3 separate regions of the Mus musculus genome follow, and all the other regions are linked to region 2. The links are chromatin contacts, called in public promoter capture Hi-C maps. All regions are on one chromosome and are shown on one strand. The core of a region is the stretch at or near the end of the contact, and the rest is flanking DNA. Distances in the headings are between cores, read along the strand shown. Region 1 holds the start of Acsl4 (acyl-CoA synthetase long-chain family member 4). Region 2 holds the start of Ammecr1 (Alport syndrome, mental retardation, midface hypoplasia and elliptocytosis chromosomal region gene 1). Region 3 holds the start of Nxt2 (nuclear transport factor 2-like export factor 2).

Region 1 (4,535 bases), core at 1,585-4,084, 580 kb before region 2:
ATGTACCACCATAACCAGCTAAATATTTTTATTTTATGGACATTGGTGTTTTAGTTACATGTTTGTCTGTGGCTCACAGGCATGTCTAGTGCTCACAGAGGCCAGAAGAGGGTGCTGAATCCCTTGAGACTGGGAGCTACAGAGGGAAGAGAGCCACTATGTGTGTGCTGAGAATTGAACCTTGTTCCTCTGAAGAGCAACCACTGCTCTTAACCTCTAAACCATCGCTCCAGGCCCTCTGTTTACACTTTTAAAGTTACTAGCTAATTACAATTTTAAGGCAGTATGTTCACACCCTTACAAGATTCTAAAGGTCATGAGTATCTTCAACCCAGTGTGGTACCCATCCATACCTTTCATCTGCGAGTAGAAATTAACCTAATATTTGTAAAACTCACTCCCTCTGAATTTATGCACTTGAACAGTCGGAATGAATTTAAGAATTAATCATCTTGTTTTGGCCTTTGTTTTGTTTTGTTTTTGAGACAATGGTTCTCCGTGTTGGCTTTGGCTCTCCTGGAACTCACTGTGTAAAGCAGGCTAGCCTTTAATTTAGATATCTGACTCAAACTCAGATTTGCCAGCCTCTGCTCCCCATCTCTGCCTTAGCCTCCACCTCCTCTGCCTGGGCCCCGCCTCCGCCTCAGTCCCCCGCCGCCTTGGCCTTGGCCTTGGCCTTGGCCTTAGCCTCTGCCTCACACCACCTTGACCTACACCTATACCTAAGCCTCCCCAGTGCTGGGATTAAAGTCCTGGACCACTACCCGAGCTAAGAACTAATTAATACTCTATTGATTAAAGCTAGTCTATGAAAACTTTGAGATGATATTCTATCATCTTTGAGATGATATTCTATATATGATATAACAAGATTCAGCCCCAGCCTTAATGTGAAGTGCACTAAAATACATATGTCTTCATAAAAAAAATCTTAGTTTTTTAAAAAACGGAAGCCAAAAGGAGGGGATTTATGGATCATCCTGCCAACCATACAGTCACTTAATTTATATATGTGAAAACTAAGAAAAGTGCCCTGTTCAAGGTGTATATAGCTAGTATAGCTGAGAGGCTGGAGTTGGAGCATCTCCAGAAGTCTGGATTCAGAACAAGATTTTGTTCTTCCTCCACCCATCACATCTCTACCCAACACAGTAAAACTCTTTATATCTGATTGATGCCAAGGCCCTTTATCCCAATTTGCACATATATTGACAATATAATACTGGTTGCTCCATGGAAATGGCAGAGATCATAAATTTGAACAGGAGTCTACCATGTTTCACACTTTTGCACACTCCGCTGAAAAGATGAGCTATGTTTGCAATTTAAGGAAAGAGGCCTCACATTTCAAATTTTGCTTGACCTGCTCAGTAGCAGCACTGTAATTGATCTCCACTTGGTGGTTTATACATTAAGAATATTTGGAAGCCTTGCTTACTGCAAGTACAAAAAGAAAAAAAAACAAAAAACTAAAGTTACAAGTGCAGGAAATGGCTTTCTTGGGTTAACTATCTGTAAAAACATGTCACTAAGCATGAATTTACAGGTTCAAGAGACAAAATATGAGAAGGAACCTCGGTTATGCTTGAATCCAACTGCATGACAGCTGAGCATATTTCCACAGAAGAGGAAACTTAGTGGTTGATTAAAACCATGAACCAGTAAAGCAAACTGCTTACTTCTTCAACAAGGTTCATTTCCCCTTATTCCCATCCCTACCGTCGTTTCTACTGAGTGAGAATTGACGATTTTTTTAAGAGGAAAAGTACGAATGAGCAAATTAATTTCAAAAGGATGGAAAAATGTCTTCGAAGGAGATGCTAGAGTAAAAGGAGAAATGACGTCTGATTTCAAATATGTAACCAGTTAGGCAATGAATCACATTCTCCTAGGTTTTTCTGTCTATAGACATCAGCCAGCCACAGATCTTTTCGGTACTCGAATGAGAGGAAGAGGAAGTGAATAAACCTAATATTAACTATACAGCACCTACTGATCGTGGAGATAAAGACGGGAAGAACACAGGGTACAAGCTGCAGCTATGATCCAGCTGTTTGCTAACATACGTAAAGGTATGGATGCTGAGAGAGTATCTATCGAAAGCGAAGGCACCCTCCCCAAATTCAAGAAAGCAGCTGTTTCTAGAACCAAAGACACCACCGCCGCCGCCGCCACCACCACCCGCGAGCGCCCGGACCCTGTTACAGAGTGTCAAGGGAGGGGACAAAATGGAGCTGAGGTCTAGGGGCGACCTAAAGGTCGTTTGGAGGTCTAGCAGGCACTTGGTGTGCTCAAGTCAACTGAGTCTTGGCAAAGCCCGGTACCCCCAGGAGGAAGAGTTCTCTCAGGCTCTCAGGGTACAGCGGGGGTACAGGGAAGAGCCAGGTGGGGTTCTGGAGGATCCCAGAAAGCATCAGAGGAGATAGTGACGGTGGTTCTCTCCATGAGCCAGCGGCCGCAGCCGGAAAGCCGAGCGCCCACCCCCACCCCCCAAACCCCGACCTCCAGCCGGCTCAGGTGAGGATCCGGGAGCACGTCAGGAATAGGGGACTCTCCGGGGCAAGGGCGCAGCAGCCGCATCCTCCCCAGCCTAGGATCACTCACCGAAGGTGCTGCCTCGCTCGCTACGAGTCTGCCACTGGGTCCCGGCCTTAAGAGGAAGGAAGCTCCTGGAGAGGAGCTCGCGTGCCCGCTAGCTCTGGAGCTGCCTGGCAAGGAGGGGCGAGCCGCGGAGACCAGTGGAAAAAAAAAGAGAGAGAGAGGGAGAGAGCCGCAGCGGCGCGCGCGCAACCCGGACAGCCAGCGGAGGCGGGGTCCGGCGCGAGCCCGGAAAAGACGAGCCCGGAGGGGCGGGCGGAGCGGGGGAGCTCGGTGGTGTGGCTGAGCCCGCCGAATCGCAGGCGGCCTCTGGCTCGGCCCACCCACACGCCCGCCTCCGCTCACTAAGGACGTCACCGCCAAAAAGGCGGAGCCCGATCGGGCTTGCAGCTGCTGCAAAGGAGGAGGGCTGCTTCCGAAGGGTCGCAGGTCGCCTAAAGCCTCCCTTGAGCCCGCAGCCACCATGCCGCTCCCGCAGTGCTGGGCAAAATAGCCCACGAGGGCTTAGCGCCCAGTAGTCTAGAGCCGCAGAACTGGCCCACGCCCTAGCGGGCTACCCGGGACTCCACCCAGGATGAAAGTTCCCCCGGGGTCATCTTCCAGCTGCCCTTAGTTAGATACCTATCTTTGGACTGCCTCGTGCTTCCTATGGGAGAGAGATCTTAACCTAGCTCCTGAAAGCCAAAGCCTTCTATCCTTTTATCTGTTGCCTTGAGCTGTATTAAGATTCCCTGCTCACTCGGGCTTATGAAATATTTCCTGAAGGCAGGGTTTTGCGCGTCACTCAGCAAAAGAGCCCACAACTGATAAAAAGTCAGTGCAGTACCGTGAGATTCTATTGCTTCTGAGACTTCTTGATAAAGGCCATTTTAATCCCCCCAAGAATTGAGAAATTATTGTTCGTAATAAATTCCAAAAGGTATCTCAGGACTTCAAGACAAAACTGTAATTGCGAATAATAAGCCACAACAAACTACCAAGAATAAGTTGCCAGAAGAAATTCTATTCTTCCAGTTCCATGACCGGCTGCTTTTTTGCTTCCTGTTACGGCTGTTTTACTAGCTACTTTTCATTTCTCTTACAGAATGACTGTGTCTGCTACACACACGTACAATAGCTTGCCTCACATTGCTGGCTTCAGTAGTGCTTTAGGCTTTGTGTGTCATAATCATCTGGGATGTTTGTTCCAATGGGAATACCTGGAGAAATAATCCTCAGATGTTTTGATGTGGGTTTTGATTTGGTGAAATTTTTTAATTTTGGATTTTTAAGAAGCACCCCTGCCGGGCGTGGTAGCGCACGCCTTTAATCCCAGCACTCCGGAGGCAGAGGCAGGCGGATTTCTGAGTTCGAGGCCAGCCTGGTCTACAAAAGTGAGGTCCAGGACAGCCAGGGCTACACAGAGAAACCCTGTCTCGAAAAGCCAAAAAAAAAAAAAAAAAAAAAAAGAAGAAGAAGAAGAAGAAGAAGCACCCCGAATGACAGTATTAGTGTGCCTGGCTGAGAGCAGAAATGTCCAGCTTGTTTGAATGTTGTTCTACAGCTGTAGCACTCATTTCATTTCCAATAGAGCCACCAACTTGGGTATAAGGCACTCATGTGCTTTTCCTTTCACAAGATTGACCTAGAAAGTTCAGGACTTCAAACAACAAACTTAATTGTCATCTTTATTTTTATGAGACCTTGTTGTAATGCCAGAAACAGATAATTATTAGTTGGCTATATAGTCCACTAGGTACCTACAGTGTACAGAAACCTGTCATTTATCCCAGAGTTAATACCAAAAAAAAAAAAAATTGAAGGAACAAACCATCTATTCCTCCAACAAACCTAGAGTTTCGTAATGGAATTAAAACAAAAGTACCACACAGACCCAGTGTTCGATATAAATCAACCTGTTAGCCCAAGCAGAAAAAGAACTTGTAATATAAATACCT
Region 2 (4,602 bases), core at 1,879-4,378:
AGTTACAAGCATTCTGACAGTAAGGTCCTAGGGAGGAGATGACAATACTACTCTATGCTTTTACATATGATAATTTGATATTGTCAGAAGCACATCTTCTGCTAGACAAGGAAAAAAAAAGACTTTAAACATATTGCCCATGACATTATTCCCATAAGTCAGTGGAGTAAAAAGAAAAACAATTTAAGCCTATACAGTGCCACAAGAATAAGCACACAATATCAAACTCATAAAATGGAGAAACGTGTGGTGCTTTTCCAAGGCACTGTGAAATATCCAGTTATTGCACTCCCACCATCAGGAAGATGTTCTTGAATTTGACATCGTACACTTGAAAAATCAGTTTAAATGGAAAGGAGAGACATTCTTCATTCTCTGGTTGCTGAGGTTCAGTGCCTTCTATAAACTAGCTAGTCTGTAGAAATGGGACACACTGAAAGCCTCCTAACCCCTCATAGCCACAATTCTTCCACCACCATCTCAATGTATTCACAGTGGTCAGATGCATGTCTTAGTTGCTTAAGGACCTGAGAGGCAAAAATTCAGCAACTCGGGTATTAAAAGGGAAACACCTAAGTCCATGTGGAACGTGGCCACTGCTAATAATAATAATAATAATAATAATAATAATAGTAATAATAAGTTTTTAAAACATTCCCCTTATGAATTGGTCAAGCTCATTTTCCTCTTAAATACTGTGATAGTTATTCAGTTAACCCACACTCACTCTAAAAAGTGAGAAAATTGCACCTCCTGAAAGTGTGTTCTCATATGCTTTAGAGCAATGGGGCATGAATGCTAAAAAGCCTCTGCAGAACTATGTAACAGCTCAAGAACTGAACAGGAGTACATTTTGACAATCCCATGACTTTCCAGAGCCAGCCTAAAAGTCACCCCAGCCACCCAAGAGAAGGCCACTAATAAGTGACTTGACCTAAGTATCTCACAGATTTCCTTTTAACATGAATTTTACCTCTTAATGAAAAATAAATAGGCCAATTAAAGGTGGAGATTTAGGATTTAAGCTCCTAGAATTCACATTAGGAACTTTCCAAACGCCCCTCATTCACTCCACAGTGTCCACCTGGGCACCTTCTCGTCCATTCCTCATGAAACCTAAAGAAATGTCCGGAGCACAGCGGAGTCCGACAAAATTAAAGGCATTTTAAAGAATGAAAGCAAAGAAAACAAACAATACAAACGCACAATTTCCAGGACACTTTATTGCAATTTCCACTTTACATATTAATTTAATATTTTAGTAGCGTCAGACTACTATAATTATCCAGCAGTAGTAGTTCGTTCTTCTAATCTCACAAAATGAGAGGCAGCAAGTTAAAATGAACATCAATTCATGTCTTTACGCTGTGGGAAACAAGGAGCTCTTGGGCAGAAGGGATGGGGTTGATGGTTTTCAGTATGAGTGTGCTTAATTTTTTTTTTCTGTATTTTTCTTGTGGATGCCAGTAGTCATAATAAAAACAATCGTCCCTTTTCCCATTCTGCCTTCCTTTGTACTTTACATTCTGTCTAGCATTTAACTCAGAAAGTCAGTTTACACTCAGTTTACACATTTTAAAAGAAAAACCATATGCCCCATCTCCCACACATCCAAATGGACAGAGATTAGAAGTAACCTGGCTTTTAGCCTGTAACAGTGCTATTTTAAACAATTTCAACCATATACTTGAAGGATAAAATAATGTAAAGTTACAAAAGCCAAAGGAAATCGTAAAAATGCCTACACATGTACTGGGTTAACTATTCCTCGAATCATTGAGTTTAACATAGGTTGCTTAAATGTGAAATCTACACAAAAGCGAACGCACGCTTGGTACATATTGACAGTGCCTCTTTGGGGACAACATTCTTTGAATGTGCTATACCAAGACACTGGAATGAAGAAGGAAGAGGGAAAAAAAAAAAAGGTCTCACTCTCAACTGTGAGGTGGTGCGCTAGCTTCACTAGAAATGCATTTTAATGGGTACGTTCAGATAAAAATAGGTAGTAAGGCAAAAGGTGTTTTAAGAAACCTCTCCCCTCCCCGAGGAACAGGGAAACCCGGAGGAAAAGATGGGCAACCTCCCTGGAGATCGAGAGCTAAGTTCCATCACTAGCAGAATAGAAGTTAGATCACTGCTATTTTTCACCCTGCAATGGGATAGTAGCTCTCCATGTGCAAGGTACGCGGGGCGGGAATACTGGCGGGGCTTTCACGTGGGGCAATGGCGAGTAAAGTGAGGAGAGGTCGGTACCGACAGTGATCCAGATCGCCCCAGACGCTGGTGGGGTGGAGGGTGAGGGGTAGAAAGGATCGAAGGGAAGGGGCAAAACTCCTGGAAGTTAGCGCAAAGAGGAAGCGGGAGCAGTCTGGAAGCCAGGGGGGCCATGGCTGGCAAAGCAGCCCCCTGCTCCGAGGGTAGGGTGCTCTCCTCGTGGAGCAGAGGAGCGCCGAGGGCCCCCCACGGGTCGGGCGACTCTGGGGACCCTAGAGGCAGGAGGGACAGAGGGGCACCCGCGAACAGGAGGCGGAGGACTTACACTTTGCCTCAACTCTGAGCCCCATCCCGAGCCCGGGGGAAGAGGGCGACGGGGAGCGCGGTACTCACTAGGGCTCGTTGGTGAAGCGGGGGGTCCGGGGCTGCTGGTATCCGTACAGGTGACAGTAGAGCACATCGAAGCAGAAGCAGCACATCTCCGCTGACACCACCATCTTCCGGGAGCCGGGGGATGAGGACGAGGAGGACGGCGAGGAGGCGGTGGCGGCGGCCGGAGTAGAAAGTAGGGTTCCCACTCCGCAGCTCAGAGGTGGAGACAGCGAGATGCCCCCGCCGCCGCTGCCGCTGCCGCCGCCGCCGCCGCCGCCGCCGCCGCCGCCGCAGCCCTGAGGGGGAGAGAGGGGACAGCCACCGCCGCCGCCGCTGCCGCCGCCGCCGCTCAGCCCGCCCAGTCCGTTGAGCCGCGTCCCGGCGCCTCCTAGTCCCAGCTCCCCGGCTCGGCACTGGCTCTCCCCGCTGCAGTGAGAGGAGGAGGAGGCGCCACCACCACCACCCGAGCCGGAGGGGGGCGAACTGGACAGTTTCTGCTTCTTCACCCCACAGCAACCCGCCGCCATCTTGGAACAGTCTCCCCCACGCAGCGCTTCCGACCCATAAGTGAGGCGAGCTGGCGGCGGGGGCGAGCACGCTGCGGCCCCGGCCGCCGGGGGCGCGCCGGGGGCTCGCGGTCTGCGCGCACACGCGGCTCGGCGGCCCGGGCTGCCCAGCCCCGCCAAGGCTCTCGGGCGTGCTCGCGCCCCCGCCTGCGGCGCGCGCCACGAGCTTTGGTGGCTTGGCGCCTACGGTGGGTCCCGCCCGACTCGCGCCTCCTGGGAGCCGGGTTCCTGGCGGAGGATGGAAGGCGGAAAAGCGAAGGGAAAGGCAAAAAAAAAAAAAAAAAAGAAAAAAGAGAGAGAGAGAGAACAAGACTTGGAGGAGTGGGAGGAAGAAGAGGAGATGGGCGAGCTCCAAGAAGAAGCAGGGGGACAGAAACTAGTGAAAGGGGGAAAGAAAGGAGAAAGTCTGAAATAAGCATCCAAGTTCCAAAGCGCACCTTGGTGATACCCCATTGCATGTAGTGTTAGTGACACTCGAGCCCAGTTAGGTGGAACCTGAGCCACCCGGCCTCAAATACACTGGTTCTGAACTGTTAAGAGTGTGAGCAAGCAGGTGCTCCTTGGAGCTCCACACCTGAGACAGCCACTGTAAAAGCCATCCGGGAAATGGCCACACGACAGTGTCTTTAACGCTAACCTAGCCAGACACCACAGTTTTTCTGAGATTTTGCTAAAAAAATGCAAAACTTTAATCTTTCTAATTGACAAATATTAAAGTCCAATTCAATGTGTATATCTTGTATATCCCTCCATCTTCTCCTCGTAGTCCAGAGAGACCATTAAAAAGCAAGAATACATATATAAATACGTGCCTCACAAACACCCCACAGAATCAAAGATGTTCCTTGTGTTTTCAGACTTACAGCCATGGGCTTTTCGGGTTTGGAACTCGAAAACAAAGAGATTCGAAAACAAAGAGATTCGAAATATAAGTGCAATGTCCAGACCTTGGAGATAAATATATAAGTCAGGTAGTGTCACTTTAGTTGCAAGTTAGAAGATTTTGTTCAGATGTATAATGAGACAATTCTTAATTCTCAGTTTTAAGAAATTGTCTCAAAACTCTTTGAATGAATGGGGAGGTGTATGATTGAGTCAGTCCTGTTTTGGGCACTTAAGAAGGGGCTGTAAAATGACAATAGCCAGCTGTAAAAATTCATTTAAAAATAAACCAAGTAGAAAATAACTGATCTCCATTGTGTCTACATGGTGTCAAAATACCCCCCCCCCCAAAGTCAGGAGTCTGTCTGTCTGCAAACAGTAGAGGGTGGATTTTGGCACCTTTGATCTAAGTGTGTGGGACCTTACAAACAGGTGAGAGCATTTTTATTAAACTCAAGCTGTAGAAAAGAGAGGCTTGTTCGCATACTAACTAACCATTGAGCCTCTGTTTACACCCTAGTGCACTTCTGGTAAAATCAGAGACATGTGCAAAAAAATATGTATG
Region 3 (4,182 bases), core at 1,667-4,166, 740 kb before region 2:
ACCAGAAGACATTTGATCTCTGGAACTGGAGTTGCAGATAGTTGCAAGCTGACTGATATGGGTGATAGAACTAAACCCACATCCCAGGAGCAACTCTTAACTGTTGAGGCATCTCTCCAGACCAGACTGTGTCATCCCAGGCAAGGTTTTCTTTGTTTTATTTTGGTTTTTGGTTTTTTTTTTCCTCATTTGAGTTTCATCTCAAATTCTTTTTTTAAAAAGATTATTTATTTATTTATTTATTTAATGTATGTGAGTATACTGACACTCTCTTCAGATATTACAAATGGTTGGGAGCTACCATGTTGTCGCTGGGAATTGAAGCTCTGGAAGAATACTCAGTGCTTTTAACTGCTGAGCCATCTCTACAGCCCCTCAAATTCTTAAAATATGGATAATATTAATATTTACCTCTCTGTGTTTTGTGACAATTGAATGAAATTATATTAAATTCCTTCCTGTACTGAAGAAAAGTCAAAACCAATATAACAATGAACAGTAGTTAATTTATCAGGAAACGTAATTTCTTAAAATTTTCTTAAATTTTGGAGAGAACTCTGTAAAAAATAAATTAAAAAAACACATCAAGATAGGCTTAAAATATTAGAACTATGGTGGTGGGGAGAGAGTGATTAAATATAAAAAGGAGAGGTAAGAGTGAGGGGGAGGAGCGCAGGAGGGAAGAAGGAACAGGGAAGGGGATTAGAAAGGCAAAGACAGAGAGAGATGGTGGGGTAGAAAATGTTTTAGAGAGTGGCCAAAACTAGATATTCAAAATTCATTACGTGGAATTCCTTTAAACCTTATTAGTACATACTTGATTTTTTGCCATTTTTGTTATTAAGCTTTGCAGTGGTATTATGGCCACTAAGTTCACTGCTTAGCAGCTAGAGCTTTGCACAATGCCTGGATCACAGTAAATGATTATAAATACTTGTGGATAGAATAAAGAATAAGAGGAGAACCAAACATTAATAAAAAAATCCAAAGATCCACACATAACTGATTGAGAAAATTATGGAATTGAAATAAACTGGAATAAAATTAGTTTAAATTTTGGACTTGAGTTTCTGAGAAACCCGAGAAACATGCAGACCATTCTCATTTTCACTATTAGTCAAATTCAGTATGTATAATTCATCTCCATAAAAAAGCTAGAACTGAAGATACAGACTTGTGATTCATTAGCATATAAAGAACAGTGGGGCATCTTGTGGGAGCAGCCGCGCCGGAAGTTATAAGAATTATAAGAATACAGGAAGTAAGCCGGGCTTGGTGGCACATGCCTTTAATCCCAGCACTCGGGAGGCAGAGGCAGGCGGATTTCTGACTTCTAGGCCAGCCTGGTCTACAGAGTGGGTTCCAGGTCAGCCAGGGCTATACAGAGAAACCCTGTCCCGAAAAAAAAAAAAAAAAGAATACAGGAAGTGAGCATCATCGCCGACAAAAAAAAAAAAAAAAAAAAAAAAAAAAAAGTGAAGTAACTAAGGCGCACGCGCAGTGACGTTCAGTTGCTCAGCTTTGGAGAAGTGAGCGGTAACCGTTAGTGGGATAGTGAGAGCTGACGGAGGATAAAGATATGAAAAAATTTCGAAGTAACTGGTCCAATGGGGACCAACATTTTGGAAACTCGGGCAGTTCCTGGGTGGAGCCACAAATCAACTACAAATAGTAAGTTTATAGAAATATTTTGATTCAAAAATTAGAAGTCCGGCGGTAGCCGCTTTGAAATCATTGGTTTTTTTAAAAAATGGCAGTGATATTTAAAAATGGGAATGGGTGGGTAGGGAAGTGGGGGACTTTTGGGATAGCATTGGAAATGTAATTGAGGAAAATACGTAATAAAAAAAAAATGGCAGTGGGAACCGGGCGGTCGTGGGAGCCGGGCAGTCGTGGCGCACGCCTTTAATCCCAGCACTCAGGAGGCAGAGGCAGGCAGATTTCTGACTTCGAGGCCAGCCTGGTCTACAGAGTGAGTTCCAGGACAGCCAGGGCTATACAGAGAAACACTGTCTCGAAAAAAAACAAAAACAAAAAACAAAACAAAACAAAACAAAAACCAAAAAACAAAAACAAACAAAAAATGGCAGTGGAGTAGTGAAACATTACTTGTACTTAAATCCTAGGTAGTCGCTGGTTAATCACTTTTTTAAATAGACTGATAAGAAAATAATATTTAACTTATAGTTGTCATAAATAATTGAGTATGAGTAAAAATGTTTAGAAACGTGCTTGTGATCACTACTAAACTGTTTCTTGTCCTGCTGTTCTTGAATACGCTGTGGAAACACACACCGTAGGGTTTAGGGGGGTAGTCCTTGTTATATAATCCCCCCAGAGTGGCGAGAATCCGTGAAATGCTTGTATATTAAACCGTGAGAAATTGTAGGCAGCCCAGCGAAGCTTAGTGGCCAAGGCTCAAAATGGAGAACATTTTAGAACTTTAAACAGTTTTTAAACCCCACTGGCCGTACTTTAAACAGTTTTCAGCACCCCCTGTACTTTAAAATTTTTCAGCCCTCGTGCAGTTGGCGGTTGGTGTTACTTTCCATAAGTTCTGCCCCCTTTTCCTATTGGCTACGGACATAGATTCCCCCCCCCCCCGTTTCTCGTTGGCCTTCAAATTTTGGCCCCGCCTCCTCGTGTGAAGAGGTTCCCACCCAAAATTGAATATTTAATATTAACTTGTGCCAGGACAGGTAGCTGGGAACTTGAGATGTATTTGTTTTCCATATTAAGCTTACAAAAGCAAGGTCCTCCCCTTCTGTTTTGTTGGGGTTTTGGGGGGATGGTGTAGGTTGGTTAGTTTTTTCGTTTATCTGTTTCTCTTATGGTAAATAAACAGTTTGCAAGTAATTTAAAACGGATGGGCGGGATCACTCGGAACTGAAGGGAAACGCTGCTTAAAGTTGGAACATCGGGGTGATTTTAACACCGGACTGAGCTACTTCCGGGGGACAATGGGCGGGTTGAGAAATCTGTGCCATTGGCGAGGTTCGTTTTGTTGCTAAACATCTCATCCTTCCACAGCCAAAGGACCCAGACGAGCGCGGAAGTGCGGACATCTCCGGGGCCAGCTCTGGAGCAGACCATTTCCAGCCCCCTGATGGCCTTGGCAGTGGTGAGTGCGTGACACCTCCTGGCGCCCGCGGCTTGGCCGAGGAGCAAGCAAGCTAGGGCTCGGGCAGCGGAGGGGAGGGGAGGGCAGCGGAGGGGAGGGCAGCCGAGGGGAGGGCAGCGGAGGGGAGGGCAGCCGAGGGGAGGGGAGGGAGAGGGGAAGGGAGGGGAGGGGAGGGGAGGGGGGAGGGGAGGGGAGGGAGAAGGGAGGAGGCGCGAGCATGAGCGAGTGGCGAATCAGGCTCCAGCCCGCCAGCCCCTGGGGCGGAGCTCGCGCCCTCCGCCCGCCCCCTGCTCCGGAGATGGAGCGGCTGGTGGGAGTCCAGCAGCCTGTGTGAGGATGCAGCTCTGTGGCCGGTGGCTTTAGGTGGCCCTCTTTCCGTTGGCGCTTAAAGATAGATAGATAGATGATAGATAGATAGATAGATAGATAGATAGATAGATAGATAGATAGATAGATAGATAGATAGATAGATAGAGCAAGCAAAAGCTCCGGATCCCTGAAAAAGGGTGGCGATTGTTTTTATTTATTTCAAAGACTAGAACTGCCTCCACAAAAGGGTTACTTCATCAGGGATACTCTGGTGAGAATGGATCTGAGGGGTTTCATTTCTTAGGTTCTGCAATTCACTTCCAGACACGAGTGAGTGGTTATATAACGTAAGAAAAATGTCTCCGTGAGGCTGCTTAGACGTTCACTTCTATTTTGACAGGTTTTTTTTTTTTTTGGTTTTTTTGTTTGTTTGTTTGTTTTTTAATCGCAGTAGCTTTTGAGCTTGGTCATAAGCGCTTGAAATGAAGCGCTTTGCTAGCCTACTCAATAATTGCCCACACTTCACACCTAGGGTCCCTGCCTCTGCACATCTCCGAGTTACAGATACATGCCAAGCAAAGAACCAAGATTCATATGTGACGAATGAAAAGATGGGAGATGAATGTGTTTTAAAGACATACACCTAAAACTAGCAGCAGATTTTCAAGCAGAAATTTGTGCCTTAATCTTAATACTCAAATTTATGTCATAGGAGTGGAATTCAAATGCAGCTTTAGAATGATGAGCATAAA

What was found. Promoter capture Hi-C pulls out the DNA fragments that hold promoters and counts their contacts.
Region 1: a promoter capture Hi-C map of pre-B cells shows a contact between it and region 2. The contact joins the promoter of Acsl4 here to the promoter of Ammecr1 in region 2. A contact is called at or near these places in 5 of 39 promoter capture datasets (the HPC-7 cell line, erythroid cells, hippocampal neurons and 2 more), 4 of 115 datasets of contacts at active chromatin or transcription factors (astrocytes, embryonic forebrain, embryonic stem cells and 1 more) and 1 of 9 other capture datasets (liver).
Region 3: a contact with region 2 is called in a promoter capture Hi-C map of pre-B cells. The contact joins the promoter of Nxt2 here to the promoter of Ammecr1 in region 2. A contact is called at or near these places in 7 of 39 promoter capture datasets (the C10 cell line, the HPC-7 cell line, hippocampal neurons and 3 more) and 1 of 484 Hi-C or Micro-C datasets (embryonic stem cells).

The regions. Positions count from the first base shown.
Region 1 is chrX:142,387,701-142,392,235 of GRCm38.p6, forward strand. It overlaps Acsl4 (acyl-CoA synthetase long-chain family member 4), which reads right to left and starts at 2,835. Exons shown (of 16, transcript NM_207625.2): 1 at 2,605-2,835.
Region 2 is chrX:142,963,598-142,968,199 of GRCm38.p6, forward strand. It overlaps Ammecr1 (Alport syndrome, mental retardation, midface hypoplasia and elliptocytosis chromosomal region gene 1), which reads right to left and starts at 3,129. Exons shown (of 6, transcript NM_019496.4): 1 at 2,611-3,129. The coding sequence starts at 3,116.
Region 3 is chrX:142,225,261-142,229,442 of GRCm38.p6, forward strand. It overlaps Nxt2 (nuclear transport factor 2-like export factor 2), which reads left to right and starts at 2,917. Exons shown (of 4, transcript NM_172782.4): 1 at 2,917-3,121. The coding sequence starts at 3,107.